Linked DNA regions of Sus scrofa: region 1 is linked to region 2. A link is a contact called in public HiChIP or PLAC-seq data. All regions are on one chromosome and are shown on one strand. Each heading gives the region's core, a stretch centred on a gene start, on an enhancer-like site or on the middle of the called end of the contact. The rest is flanking DNA. Distances are from core to core; before and after follow the strand shown.

What was found. HiChIP or PLAC-seq counts read pairs in DNA pulled down with a chosen protein or histone mark.
Region 1: a contact with region 2 is called in an H3K27ac HiChIP or PLAC-seq map of alveolar macrophages. The contact joins the promoter of BAZ2A here to the promoter of CS in region 2. A contact is called at or near these places in 1 of 5 promoter capture datasets (fetal liver) and 2 of 2 datasets of contacts at active chromatin or transcription factors (alveolar macrophages and skeletal muscle).

What each region holds. Positions count from the first base shown.
Region 1 is chr5:21,980,226-21,987,027 of Sscrofa11.1, forward strand. BAZ2A (bromodomain adjacent to zinc finger domain protein 2A) reads right to left here and starts at 2,808. Exons shown (of 29, transcript XM_001927752.7): 1 at 2,609-2,808. The coding sequence starts at 2,612. It overlaps ATP5B (ATP synthase subunit beta, mitochondrial), which reads right to left. Exons shown (of 10, transcript XM_001929410.5): 9 at 6,367-6,568; 10 at 4,525-4,785. The coding sequence ends at 4,688.
Region 2 is chr5:21,696,149-21,702,594 of Sscrofa11.1, forward strand. CS (citrate synthase) reads right to left here and starts at 4,415. Exons shown (of 11, transcript NM_214276.1): 1 at 4,368-4,415. The coding sequence starts at 4,409.

The DNA of each region.
Region 1 (6,802 bases), core at 1,558-4,057, 280 kb after region 2:
ATCCCTCTGCTCCCTCCCTCTCCTGGTCCAGGTACTCCTGGAATTCAACTCCAAACACCACTGCTGACCACCCTCTCCTCCCCCCAGCTCCCTCCCAGCCTGTGAAACATGACTCAGAAGTCTGAAGCAAATTCAAACACCCTGTCCCCTCATTCTGGAGTGTCTGATGTTGGAGGTAGTGAGGAATGACAGCACAAGAAGAAAAGGGGCAGAGCCATGGTCTTAGCTGGACTTGGAGGGAGGGGGATAATTATTAAAGACCTCCCTTGCCCTCAATGGCTGAAGGGTTCTTGGTGTTAAGAGGTTCTAGTTGGAAGATGGTCCTCAACCCTGTGACCATTCCAACTTGTCCCCCTTCCCTCTCAGTTTGATGCAAAACAGTCTCCTTCCCTTCTGTATTTTGGGGAGGCCAGATTCTCTTATAACACAGAAGGACCATAATCTGTACTCTTCTCTCCAAAATGGTATATGTCCCATTCCCCCCACTTCCCCATGCAGCAGTCTCCTTTCATATCCTCCATGGTGGTCTCAAGGAGAGGACAGTGAAAACCCTAATTTCCTTAGGACTCCTTTTGCAACTGAATAAAGAAGGCTGGGTTTCCCAGGCCTTCGCCCACCACCCCAACACCCTTAGAGACTTAGCCCTAGCCCCTAACCCAGTATCCCCCAAAAGCCCCTTAAGCCCAGAATCACAAGATTCTGGGTGCAACCCCACCTCCATTCTCTGACTCTGGGGCAGGAACATTCCTAGGTTGGGCAGGCCTGCCCCAAGTCCAAGAGAGCCTTTCCCACCTGAGCTATTTGACGGGGTGCTGCGGTCGGGCACCCCTAAAGTCCTAAAGATGGGGTGGGATGAGGGCTACAGAAAAGCTTCAGATGGGAGTTAGTTGAACTTGAAGGGCTCAGCGGAGCCGGGCCTGAAAGTGACTCCACTCTATAACCCCCCCACCCCCCTCCTTTAATACAGGGACGGAAAGGAGTTAGGGTGGCGGTTATTCCCCCTCCCATTGGAGGTTAGGATGGCGTGGGAAAGCGATGGTTCCAGAGGGAGGAGGAGAAACCCAGACCGCGGGAGATTTTTCTGGCGAGGAAGACGCGGGGGAGGGGGAGATCCTAGGTCCAGAGTAGGAGGGGTACCCTGGAGAGATTGGCCGAGAGGCGTGAGAAGCCTCCGGATTCCGGTCGCAGAGGACAGGAGAGAAATGGGTGAGTAGATAGTGCGGGGGAGAGAGGAAGGGCAGCTCCCGCAGGGGGAGGGTCAGATCCTGCGTCCAGGGCAGCGGGGATCCCGGGGAAGGGGACCGCAGGGGCGGCCCGCCCAGGGACTCCAGGACCGGTCGTAGGTGCCAGGCCTCACCTGGAGCAGGGCCGGGCGGCGGCGGCGGCGGCGGCGGCGCAGGTGGCCGAGCCGGGCGGCGGCGGCGCCTCCTCCCCCAGCCCTGGGCCGGCCGCGGCGGAGCGGGAGGTGGGGGGGGAGCACTTAAAGGGGCAGGAGCTACTGGGGTAAGGACGAACGCTCCGATAGGGCTGTCGCGAAGAATCCTCTGGGGGAGGGGACGCTGGTGGCGTCTCCTAGGGGCCAGAACCAGGAAGGATCCCAGATGGAGGAAGAGAACAGATCCCAGGAAGAAGAGACAGAAACTTGGGTGGTGAAGTGGGGGAGGGTGGTGGGTCCGAACTGGAGGACTTGGGAGAGCTCCGCCTGCGCTCCGGGGGCACTGGCAAAGATCTCTTCACAAAGGAGGGCATGAAAGACAGTGAGAGTCACAAGGACTCCCGAGGAGTGAAGGTGCCAAAGAGGGAACTCGAGGCCGAGCCTGCTGGGGGTAACAGCGGCCCTACCAGGTGCACAGGTTCCCTGTTTCAGCTCCTCACCGACCCAATCTCTTCAGCGGTGGAAAGACACAGCCTCTTTCCTCAAGCTCGGCCCAAGTTTAAAAGTCTCTGGAATCAGGAAGCCACGAGAGCAAAGACCTCCTAGGCCTCCTAGGCCTTTCAATGTCAGTCCTCCCTCTCTGAGTCTTCTCAGTGACTGGAGCAAGGGGGACCGCCAACAGCAGCCCTAGTGAGGCTGATGTAGAACTGTGAGAATTGTGCTTTCTGAATTCTAGTTCAGCTTTCCCCCAACCACCACCACCCTTGCAGCAACCTCTGGGGCAACAGGAAGCAGCTGCTCAGTGCAGCCCCCACCTGGTGGTGGGTCAGGGTGGGGGAGGAAAGAAGACAGGGACTTAAAAAGCCCAGGAGAAAATGGGGGAAGATACACCTTTAAAAAATCTTCCAATGAGACCAAAAGTAGGCTTTACTTTTTTTAGGGGGGAGCAGCAGTGAGTGTAAAATAGTGGGAGGCTCAAGGAGCTGGGGAAATGGGGGTGAGGTGGGAAAGCCCCCACCTAAGGTGCAGTCTCAGGTTCTTCCCTGGAGCTGGAGCTTTCCAACGTTCGTGGTCGGCAGCCTCATCAGCTGAGCCCTGTGCCCCTATAGTCTGGCGTCTCCTCCTTCACCCCTCAAAAGAGCAAAGGTTAGGCCCCACCCCTGCTGAGTCAGCCAGGGAGGGAGGTAGGCATCCCTCAGGCCTTCCCCGAGGGGGGCCGGTCTTCATACTTACCCATGTCAGGCTGGCTGGGCTTCAGGGCTGGGACCACCTAGCTCCTCACCGTCCTTGATTCCCCCTTCACGTGAAGGCTGGTGTTAGATCCTCCCAAACTGTGAGCTGGGAACCAGCACGAATCAAAAAGCCAATGTATGCTTCCTGCGAACCACAGCCTGAACTGCTGTAGGGTGATGTCCCTGTGTGACAGACTGGGGTGGGGAGGGAGGAGGGAAGGGCGGGGCTTTCTCTGGGTGGAGAGGGAGGAGGCGGTGAGGACGGGGCAGAACCAGGAGAAATATGGAGGAAGGTTAGATCTGTGTTGACACTCCAGTGGCATGCTACAAGAAGAGACCGATGAAGGAGGAAGGAAATAAACAGTTGCAGGTAGTGAGAGGAAGAAGTTTCTGGATGAATGCTGAGAGATGTAAATGTGGGGGTGGAGGGATAGAAATGACCTTTAGGGTCGTAGTTCCCAGGTCTGCATCTGGATAACAAGGGAAAGTGGAGCAAAAAGGGCCGGCCCTGGGGGCTCCTGCACCAGCTTCTTACCCCACTTCAGTCTTGACCCAGAGGATGTGTGCCCCCACCCCATAACTCAGCATTTCCCCAAATTCAGGATTTTCTGGGAGCAAACTACCAGGCACAGGCAGCTCAGGGGCTCCACCTTCCGTCCAGATCACGACACAGAAGAGACTGGTGCCAAGGACGTCATAGGCAGATGGGAGGAAACTTATAGAGGCCCCTACTCCACCCCTGGCTCCTCTCCCAAGGCCCCTCCCCAACCTTCAGCCCCCGGGGGCCTCTGAATTGGGATGTTTGTCCTACCCGGCTCCTAATCAACTTGAATGCCTCAGGGTGGAGCTTATAGATTCAGGCTCCTCCTCAGGACAAAAGCCCCAGCCGGTTTGTAAACAGTCATTAGCTAAGAACCACATCCCTGCAAATGGCCTTCAAGGATTTCAAAATGGTGAGATGAGAGTTTGTGCAGAGCCTCTAGCCCTACCACCAGAGGGCAGGATATGGGTCTGGGCCCAGAAAATATTTCAGGAGCACCAAATCCGACCTAGTACTTGTTTGAAACTGGGTGTGCCTTTGAGTAATTCTTATAATCCTGCACCTTTCGGTTGGCTAAAGTGAAGGGGCAATTGTCTAATTCCACTATTTAGCTGAGAAACCCCAAGCCCAGCAACCCTGCAAATTACTATTCCTCTGTAACAGATTTCAATTTTTAGGGATCTTAGAATAGGGCTAATGGCACTTTAAACCCTGCACTGCCTCAAGGAACCACATACAAGTCTTGCCCAAAATACATGATGAAAAAAAACAAAACCGTGGCAATGGTGGGGCGGTGGTGGGTTGACTCAAATTTTGCACAGATCAGTATTAATCCTTCAAAACACTGATTAACCCCTTACTTCTCTTAGAGTAGCACTTATTTTTAAACCACCCAACCCACTTTTCCCAGTGTGCTTTTCTGAAAAAAACCTTTTTATTTAGCATAGAGTTTTGGGCCAGGGATCAGATCTGAGCTAGTCTCAGCTGTAGCAACACAGGATTCTTTAACCCACTGTGCTGGGCTAGGATCAAACCTGCATCCCAAGGTTCCAGAGATGCCACCACAGCAGGATGTCCCCTTTTGCTTTTTTAATCAAATAAGGTGCTAAATAGAATACTGAAGAGCCAAAAAATTGATTTGCCATGAACAACATAAAAGGCCAAAGTTGAGACCCTACTAGTAAGATCACATCATCCACAGGAAACTCCTCACAAGACTCATGCTAGTTTATTAATCCGAACTAGCAGCTTTTCTTTTTTTGATGACCCCATTTCAAACGTATATGGCCCATTTCATGCTGTTTCTTGTGACTATTCTAAAATTGCTAAAAACCTCAGTGTTGGCTTTGTTTTTAGGACCAAGAACAACAGACAGATGATGAGGGATGTACATTTTATTGGAAACCTTAAATACTCTTCAGACAGAATACAATGTCTTCAATCAAGGCTCTCATGGCCTACAGGGAAAACTGCATTTTGGATGAGGGGCAAGAGAGGGCCACAAAGAGGATGAGTACTTAGTTTGCCAAAAGGACTCCCTCATGAGTGCTCTTCAGCCAGTTTATCAGCTTTTGCCACAGCTTCTTCAATGGGTCCCACCATATAGAAAGCCTGTTCTGGGAGATGGTCATATTCACCTATATGGAAAAAAATGCCAACTGGTGAGAAGTGGAAGAATATCAATTTTCTGCAGTGGGTACCTCACCACTTGACGCCATTATTCAGAATATGAAATCATATCATCTTAAAAATCTTTTACTTTGCTTTTTATGGCTACATGTGCAGCACATGAAGTTCCCAGGCTAGGGGTTTAATCAGAGCTGCAACTGCCAGCGTACACCACAACCACAGCAATGGATTATCTGAGCAGAGTCTTCGACATACACCACAGCTCATGCCAACACCGGATCCCTTAACCCACTGAGTGAGGCCAGGGATAGAACCCCCATCCTCATGGATACAGGTTCATAACCATGAGCCACAAAGGGAACTCCCAATTAGAAATCTTTTCTGGGAGTTCCCGTTGTGGCATGGTGGAAACAATTCCAACTAGGAACCACGAGGCTGTGGGTTCGATCCCTGACCTCGCTCAGCGGGTTAAGGATTCAGTACTGCCGTGAGCTGTGATGTAGGTCACAGATGCAGCTCTGATTTGGCATTGCTATGACTCTAGTGTAGGCTGGCAGCGATAACTTTGATTAGACCCCTAGCCTAGGAACCTCTATGTGCTGTGGGTGTAGCCCTAAAAAAAAAAAAAAAAAAAAAAAAAAAAAAAAAAAAAAAAAAAAAGAAAAGAAAAGAAAAAAGAATTCTTTTCTTAACAAACTTCCCTCACAAACCCAATTCACAAGACATAACTACAGTATAGATTAAGAACAAGTTGTCCAGGGGTTGCCTCCATGGCACATCAGAAACAAATCCGACTAGGAACTATGAGGTGTTGTGGGTTTGATCCCTGACCTCGCTCAGGGGGTTAAGGATCTGGCATCGCCGTGAGCTGTGGTGTAGGTCGCAGAAGTGGCTTGGATCCAGCATTGCTGTGGCTGTGGCACAGAAGCTACAGCTCCGATTCAACCCACAGTCTGGGAACCTCCATATGCTGTGGGTGCGGCCCTGAAAAGACAAAAGACCAAAAAAAAAACCCCACAAAAAAACAGTATTCCAGAGTCACATAAATTCACGTTCAAATTCTTGCTCTCCACTTTGGCTGTATGACATTGGGTTTTGGCTTTGTGATAAGTTTCCTGGTTTGTAAAACAGAATAATACCTTTGGGTTTTTTTTGGTCTTTTTAGGGTGGCACCTGAGGCATATGGAGGTTCCCAGGCTAGGAGTCGAATCGGAGCTGTAGCCGCTGGCCTACACCACAGCTCACAGCAACACTGGATCCTTAACCCACTGAGAGAGGCTAGGAATTGAACCCATGTGCTCATGGATACTAGTCAGGTTCGTTAACCACTGAGCCATGACAGGAACTCTGTGCCTTCCTTATGATGATGTTGTAATTCACTTAGAATAGTTAGCACTGAAAGCTCTCAGTCTCACTCTCAGAAATCAAGTACTTCCAAAAATTGATGGGAAATAACTTTTTGCATAAAAATTATACTAGGCACAGTATACTTATATATTACTTGCTGATTCCTTAAATGGGAACATGACATACATAGCAAGTATTCAAGGGATTTCAGCTTCTCTGCCATTTTATACTTGAGATCTCACCTGCCAAAATCTGCTGGAATCCTTTGATGGTCTCCTTCAGGGGTACCAACTTCCCCAAGTGACCTGTAAAGACCTCAGCAACCTGGAATGGCTGAGACAGGAAACGCTGTATTTTCCGTGCACGGGACACAGTTAACTTGTCTTCCTCAGAAAGTTCATCCATGCCCAGGATGGCAATGATATCTTGGAGGGATTTGTAGTCCTGTGAGAAAATGAGAGGCCTGAGTAAACATTTACATTCCTTTAATTTGGACAAAAACCTAAGGGTTAATACAAATTTATACTCACATATGAACACTTTAGCACCTTATCTCACTTCTTAACTGAAACAAATTAGTTACTTGGGGGTTAGGAGGGCCCTCAGCTAAGATCAGTGTCTGGTTCTCCCACTCCTACTCTTAGGTGCTGTTAAAGAAAATCAGATTTTAAACATGGA
Region 2 (6,446 bases), core at 3,165-5,664:
ATAATAATAAAAATAACCAGTAATGGGAGTTCCTGTTGTGGTGCAGCAGAAACGAATCCGATTAGGAAACATGAGGTGTTGGGTTCAATCCCTGGCCTCGATCAGTGGGTTAAGGACCTGGCGGTGGTGAGCTGTGGTGTAGGCCAGAAGCTACAGCTCTGATTAGACCCCTAGCCTTGGAACCTCCATATGCCGCACGTGCAGCCCTGAAAAGACAAAAGGCCAAAAACAAACAAACAAACAAAAAAAACCCCCACAGTAATGGATGGAACATGATGGAATATGCAAAGAATGTATATGTATATATGACTGGGTCACTTCGCTGTTAGCAGAAATTGGCACAACACTGTAAATCAACTATAATTTTATTTTTTATTATTATTTTTTTGGTCTTTTGTCTTTTAGGGCTGCACGTGTGGCATATGGAGGTTCCAAGGCTAGTGGTCTAATCGGAGCTGTAGTTGCCAGACTACGCCACAGCCATGCCAGATCCTTAACCCACTGAGCAAGGCCAGGATTGAACCCACCACCTCATGGTTCCTAGTCGGATTCATTTCCACTGTGCCACGATAGGAACTCCATAATTTTTTTAAAAATTTAAAAAAAGGGCTCCAACACTCAAAGTTTCATATACATTAAATATAGTTGTCAAAAGGACTGAATGTTGGTTTACTGGCTCAAGAGTCGGGGATCACCAAACATCTCAGCCAACAGAGGCACCTGAAAAAATACAAGTTCCAGATCTCATCCCACCTTCACTGAATCAAAATTTGAAGGAGGATTTGCAAATGTGCAACGTTAACAAGCACCCCAAGTGGTGATGCCCACTGTGAACTTACAGACCTTTTTAAAGGATAAGATGTTAAAAGAAATATAGCAGTTAGGGTAGTTGAGGGAAGAACTGAAAGAGATCCTAAGATCTACTGCTAAAGTTGCCTCACTACTGTTTTAAATTTCACTCAAATCCTACTCAACTCTTTCACATAAGGCACTGAAAACAGGGCAGAAGGAATTACTCTGTGGCTTTAGGGAAATCCACCAAGTCTGCTTTCCTGCCTTCTGCCCACCTGGATTTCAGAATGAGGAATGCCAGCCTTCCCTCCTCTGATTATCTATTTCACCACTACTCACCTCGATGCCTCCCCACACCCATGCATTCACCTGCTACCAATCTAAAGACCACTAGGAAGAACAAATGCAATCATACCAACACTATAAAGCACATGATGAGGCTTTATTCTCCACTTTTCATCTTTGGTCCATCTAGTAGGCATCAAGAAATCGCCATTACTTTGGGTAGGCTGATAAAGTGAAGGCAAGTGCTTGAAAAAGATGAATGATTTGATTGCTTGCTCTTAAAAGTTTGGGGCTCTAAGCCTAACATTTCACAGGACAAAACTGACTCAGTTTTTTTTGTTGTTGTTGTTGTTTTGTTTTTGTCTTTGTAGGGCTGCACCCCACGGTATTTGGAGGTTCCCAGGCTAGGGGTCTAATCAGACCTACAGATGCCGGCCTACACCACAACCACAGCAACACGAGAACTGAGCTGTGTCTGTGACCTACACCACAGCTCACGGCAACATTGGATCCTTAACTCACTGAGTGAGGCCAGGGATTGAACCTGCAACCTCATGGTTCATAGTTGGATTTGTTTCCGCTGTACCACAACAGAAATTCCATGACTCAGTTTTGTTGAACCCAATTTCAGACTAGGATTTATGTAAGAGGTGTTCAGCAGTGGTGTAGGTCTACTGTAAAGGAATCATGAGTATCAATTTAAATGTCATGAAAAAGTCTAGAAATAATCTAAAAACACTTTTGGATTGATTTACTCAGTTACCAAACATCCTAGCTCAGAGGAACAAATCTCAATGGTACAAGCAGCAACTAAGGTTGGTAAAGTCACTCTGGCATTAAGACTCCAAAAGTTGGAGTTCCCGTCGTGGTGCAGTGGTTAACGAATCCAACTAGGAACCATGAGGTTGCGGGTTCGATCCCTGCCCTTGCTCAGTGGGTTAAGGATCCGGCATTGTTGTGAGCTGTGGTGTAGGTCGAAGATGCGGCTCGGATCCGGAGTTGCTGTGGCTCTGGTGTAGACCGGCAGCTGTAGCTCTAATTTGACCCCTAGCCTGGGAACCTCCATATGCTGCAGGAGTGGCCCTAGAAAAGGCAAAAAGACAAAAAAAAAATAAATAAATAAATAAAAAGAATCCAGAAGTTAACTGATGGCCCTACTCTAATTCCCAACCTAAATCACCTATGAAAAGACAGTATTTACAGCACAAAGCTAAGACACCCACATGTAATTCTAAAGCCACTGCCTGGTAGAAATTCATTCAAATAAACAAGAAGTCAAATAATTTAAGGCTCTGAAGAGGTGGTCTCTCCAACTCAAATGTTGATTAAATTACCTGACGGGGGTAGGGTGGAATGACAAAACAATGACTGGCATTTGCGTCTGCTAGTGAGATTAAAAAAATTTCTCAGAAAAAGTGAAACCACACCTAACCCTGAGAATTAAAGTGGGCAGAGGTCAGTTTTCTGGGGTTAAAAGACTATTTTTGCCTTCTAAAGCCTACCTTAATAGCAAAAGTAAAACTGAGTACCAATTAAGCCACAGGATAATCTGCAAAGCTCAGGCAGGAGCTGGCAATGCTGACAAAGTGAAAGGCTTTTTGATATCCTGGCTATACTGCTTAGATCTCAGGAAATTTCCACTCCTCAGACTATTGGGCTTTGTTAATTTTAAGGGTCAAAAGCCTTCTAGTGGCTTCCAATATACAGGTTTCTGGAATCCTTAGGTGCATCTTTAACAGGAAAGTAAACAAAACAATAATGACACTATAATTAGGTAACCTGGTCAACCCAAAAGCTTTCGGAGTTTCTCCAGAGGCTTAGGAGACAAAATAAATTCAAATCTAAATTCTAAAAGCTTTTTCAAACTCACCCTAGGGTTAGACAATCTGGTCTGGGTTAGCAGCTCTGGAATGAGCTAATTATAGTGTCCTGTATTCTGCCAAAACACTATCTAGAACTTGCTTCATTTCCCAAGAGGCTTCCTTACCCTGTTCTCTGGCAGTGGGAGAACTACTGTCAAATAAGACATGTATCTCCCAAATGATCAGCCTCCACTCTGCTGCTGAGTGCCTGAAAGAACCCCAGTGTAAATCCTATAGGCCTCACCTTGTCTGCCAGCCATGCAAGATAACACACAGTAAGCCAACACCATTCTAAAGTTTTCCTTTCCTTCCCTTCAGGTGCTGGCAGCTTTAATCTGTCTGCAAAAGAGAAAGTATAAGTTCTTTGCAGGAGTCAAGGTCACTTGTGGAACTGTCCCTCCTTGGATTAGAAGGCTGGGACTCCCCTCAGCACAGCAGTTTCTCTGTTTAAAGGGTCAAGTTACCCAGCGACAAAAGTAATTTTGGCAATATGAAATTGAAAGCACCATTACCTGCAACAATACTCCTATGGTCCCAGGGGTAGCAAAAGTCAAGTAAAAGACCCCACAGAATAAGAAGAACCTCTCCTAGGTAGAGCGAACTAATAACAAAACCTGAGTGAGTAAGTAGGAGGACCAGTCATGTAACCTTGGAATTACTATCTTCTGCCCTGGATCTTCACTTAGCCTGCAGTTTGGGCAAATAACTTTTCCGGTTCTTTCTCCAATCATATGTGATAATCATGAAGAAGGTTTTACACAGGCGCTCCACCCACCCAAGCTCCTCCTACATAAAAAGTACAAGAGTTCCAAGGACAAAGAGGACCCAGGGTCGCATTCCTCTAGCAAGGACTGCTACGGCTTGATCACTAAAGTAACTGGGTGGAAAAATGCAAGCAGGCAGTTCAGAAACTGACAAGGCCCTTTCTACAAAGCAGAAGCCGAAATTAGCTACTGCTCCAGCTTTGGTCCAGGGATAGAGTGAGCACACTTGCTCACCCCTGCCGCTTGTCTTACCGCGGCCACTTGTCTTACCCCGCCCCCTCCTCCAAACAGGCTCTTTTCCTAACTCCAATGGAACACAACACCTATGTTCTGCATTAGCGGCTCCTTTTTCCAAGGCCAAGCATCCGCCCGCACCCCCGACCCCGCCGCTCCAGACATGCGAGGTGACAGTAGGGTCCGGCCTCCCCACCCACCCAAGACCGCAAGCCGGGCGAGTAGCACTCCTTTCACCCCAGGGGCCGGAAGGCCAGCGAAGCACATGGCCCTGGGAGCTCCAGGCAGGGCTGGCGGCCAGCCAAGCGCAGGGTGCCTTTAAGACGCGCTGGAGTGCGTCTGGGTAGGGGAGGGAGACCCCGGAGCTTGAGGGCCTGCAGTCTCCTCAGCCCCACCCCAGGACGGCGCGCTCCCTCCCTTAGTTACTCACCTTGGCTCCGAAGAGCCGGGCGGCCGCAGTGAGTAAGGCCATGGCAGGCGAATTCGGAGATCTGGCGGGGAGGGAAGGAGGGAAGAGAAATGCGGCAGGAACGGGAGCTGCCGCCGCCGCTGCCCCAGAAGCCGCGCTGGCTTGGGGGGGGGACAAGGTTGAAAGGAGGCTGCTGAGGGAAAGGGTAGACGAGCCGGCGGCGGCGCCCAGCCCGGGGTCCTCAAGGAAGCCCCGCCTACCGCCCGGAACCCGCTCCCGCCCCCTCTCAAGGGCTTGCTCCGGGCTCGGCCATTGGTCCGGCCTGCGTGGGGGGCGGGCCCTAAGCCGTTGACAGCAGTTGTGATGGGGAGGATTGGACCGTCCGAGGTAGGCTAATTAAGGGTGTAAGGGCGGGGGGAAGCGTATAGGTGGCTAAGTATGTGCCTGAGACCCCAGTTAACTTCCTTCTTAGGCTTTCTCCTTAACCCTTATCCACAGTTGGGGTTAATTCTGAGATGGCTTTTAGTGAAAAAGCGCTAAGGACTTCGATTTTTAAAGGTCCTCGGAAGTCAACCCCTTAATACACTATCAATGCAAGTGGTCCTACTTCTTTGGCATGCTATCTTGAACAGTGTCTTTGGTCAATGACTTAATGGCCATAGAGGTGATACAATGTGGACAGAGGCAGTGATGTTAGAGTTAGCTACTTGGTGGAGGTCATTTGAGGCAAGCGGAAGCCATGGCATTGTAGATACCAACAGACCCCAGAATGTGGAGAAGGAAAGCTGAGGTAGGTCCCTGAATATCCAGTGGTTTTTGCGGACTCTCAGTTTTGTGTCTAGTGCCAAGAAATCCAAATCTTACTAGGCCCCCTTAATATGAAGGCTTCCGGTGCAGGTCAGGCCCTCTGGGTACAGATCATTAGTTTCAGTGCCACTCCAGTCACATAACCCCACACAGCCAGTCCACCCCACATCTATCTAGCTGAAAGATGAGCTTGGAGTTCCCACTGTAGCTCAGTGGGTTAAGAACCTGACATAGTGTCCATGAGGATGCAGGTTTATCCCCGGCTCGCTCAGTGGGTTAAGGATCTGGCACTGCCTCAAGCTGTGGGGAAGTTCACAGATGAGAGAAGCTCAGATCCAACATTGCTGTGGCCAGCAGCTGCAGTTCTGATTCCACCCCTAGCCCAGGAACTTCCATAACCCACAGGTGTGACTATAAAAAAAAAAGTTGAGGCGTCAAAAACCAACCCGCAACAAAAATCACCTCACCCCCCCCCCTTTGGCCAAGGCCTGCAGCCTGATTTCCTGGGCCAGGGATGAACACGTGCCACAGCAGTGACAAACTGGATCTTTATTCTGCTGTGCCACAATGGAACTTCATCACCTCCCTTTTTGTCACATCACTGCTGTCACTCCCATAGGACCTCCGGACCTTTACACCTATTTGGCTGTCTTCTATACACTTTTTATCATGCTCCCCAGAGACCGTTATAAATGAACCATAGCACTAAAATGACCTTTCATTATCTTTTTCTTCCTCTGCTTTTTAGAGCTACACCCGAGGCATACGGAGGTTTCCAGGTCTGTGGTTGAATCAAAGCTAGAGCCGCCAGCCTATGCCACAGCCACATGACACGGGATCCCAGCCACATATGTGACCTATACCACAGTTCAGGGCAATGCCAGATCCTTAATCCACTGAGCAAGGCTAGGGATTGAATCCACAACTTCATGGTTTCTAGTCAGATTCTTTTCCACTGCGCCACGATGGAAACTGCTTTCATATCATTCTTAACTAATTCCTCTCGGTAGACAAGAACTTAGGACCTTTCTACCTCCCCAGGCCTTTCATTGTCATTGACCTGAGGGCAGGGGGGAACTGACCCAAGGACTAAGGCACTTTATCTACAAACCCCAGCCCCAAGTGAACAGTTCTTTTATCTCCTCACACAGCAGTATCAAAGTTCAGAGGTCTCAGTACCATCTAAGCCAGGTTTAGATAGACCCAGTTTATAAAGAACCTCGTTTATAGCTTGGACTTGGAAAAAAGAGAAAGAATGCCATTTTCTCTTCCCAAGTTTCCTGGTACTCAGCG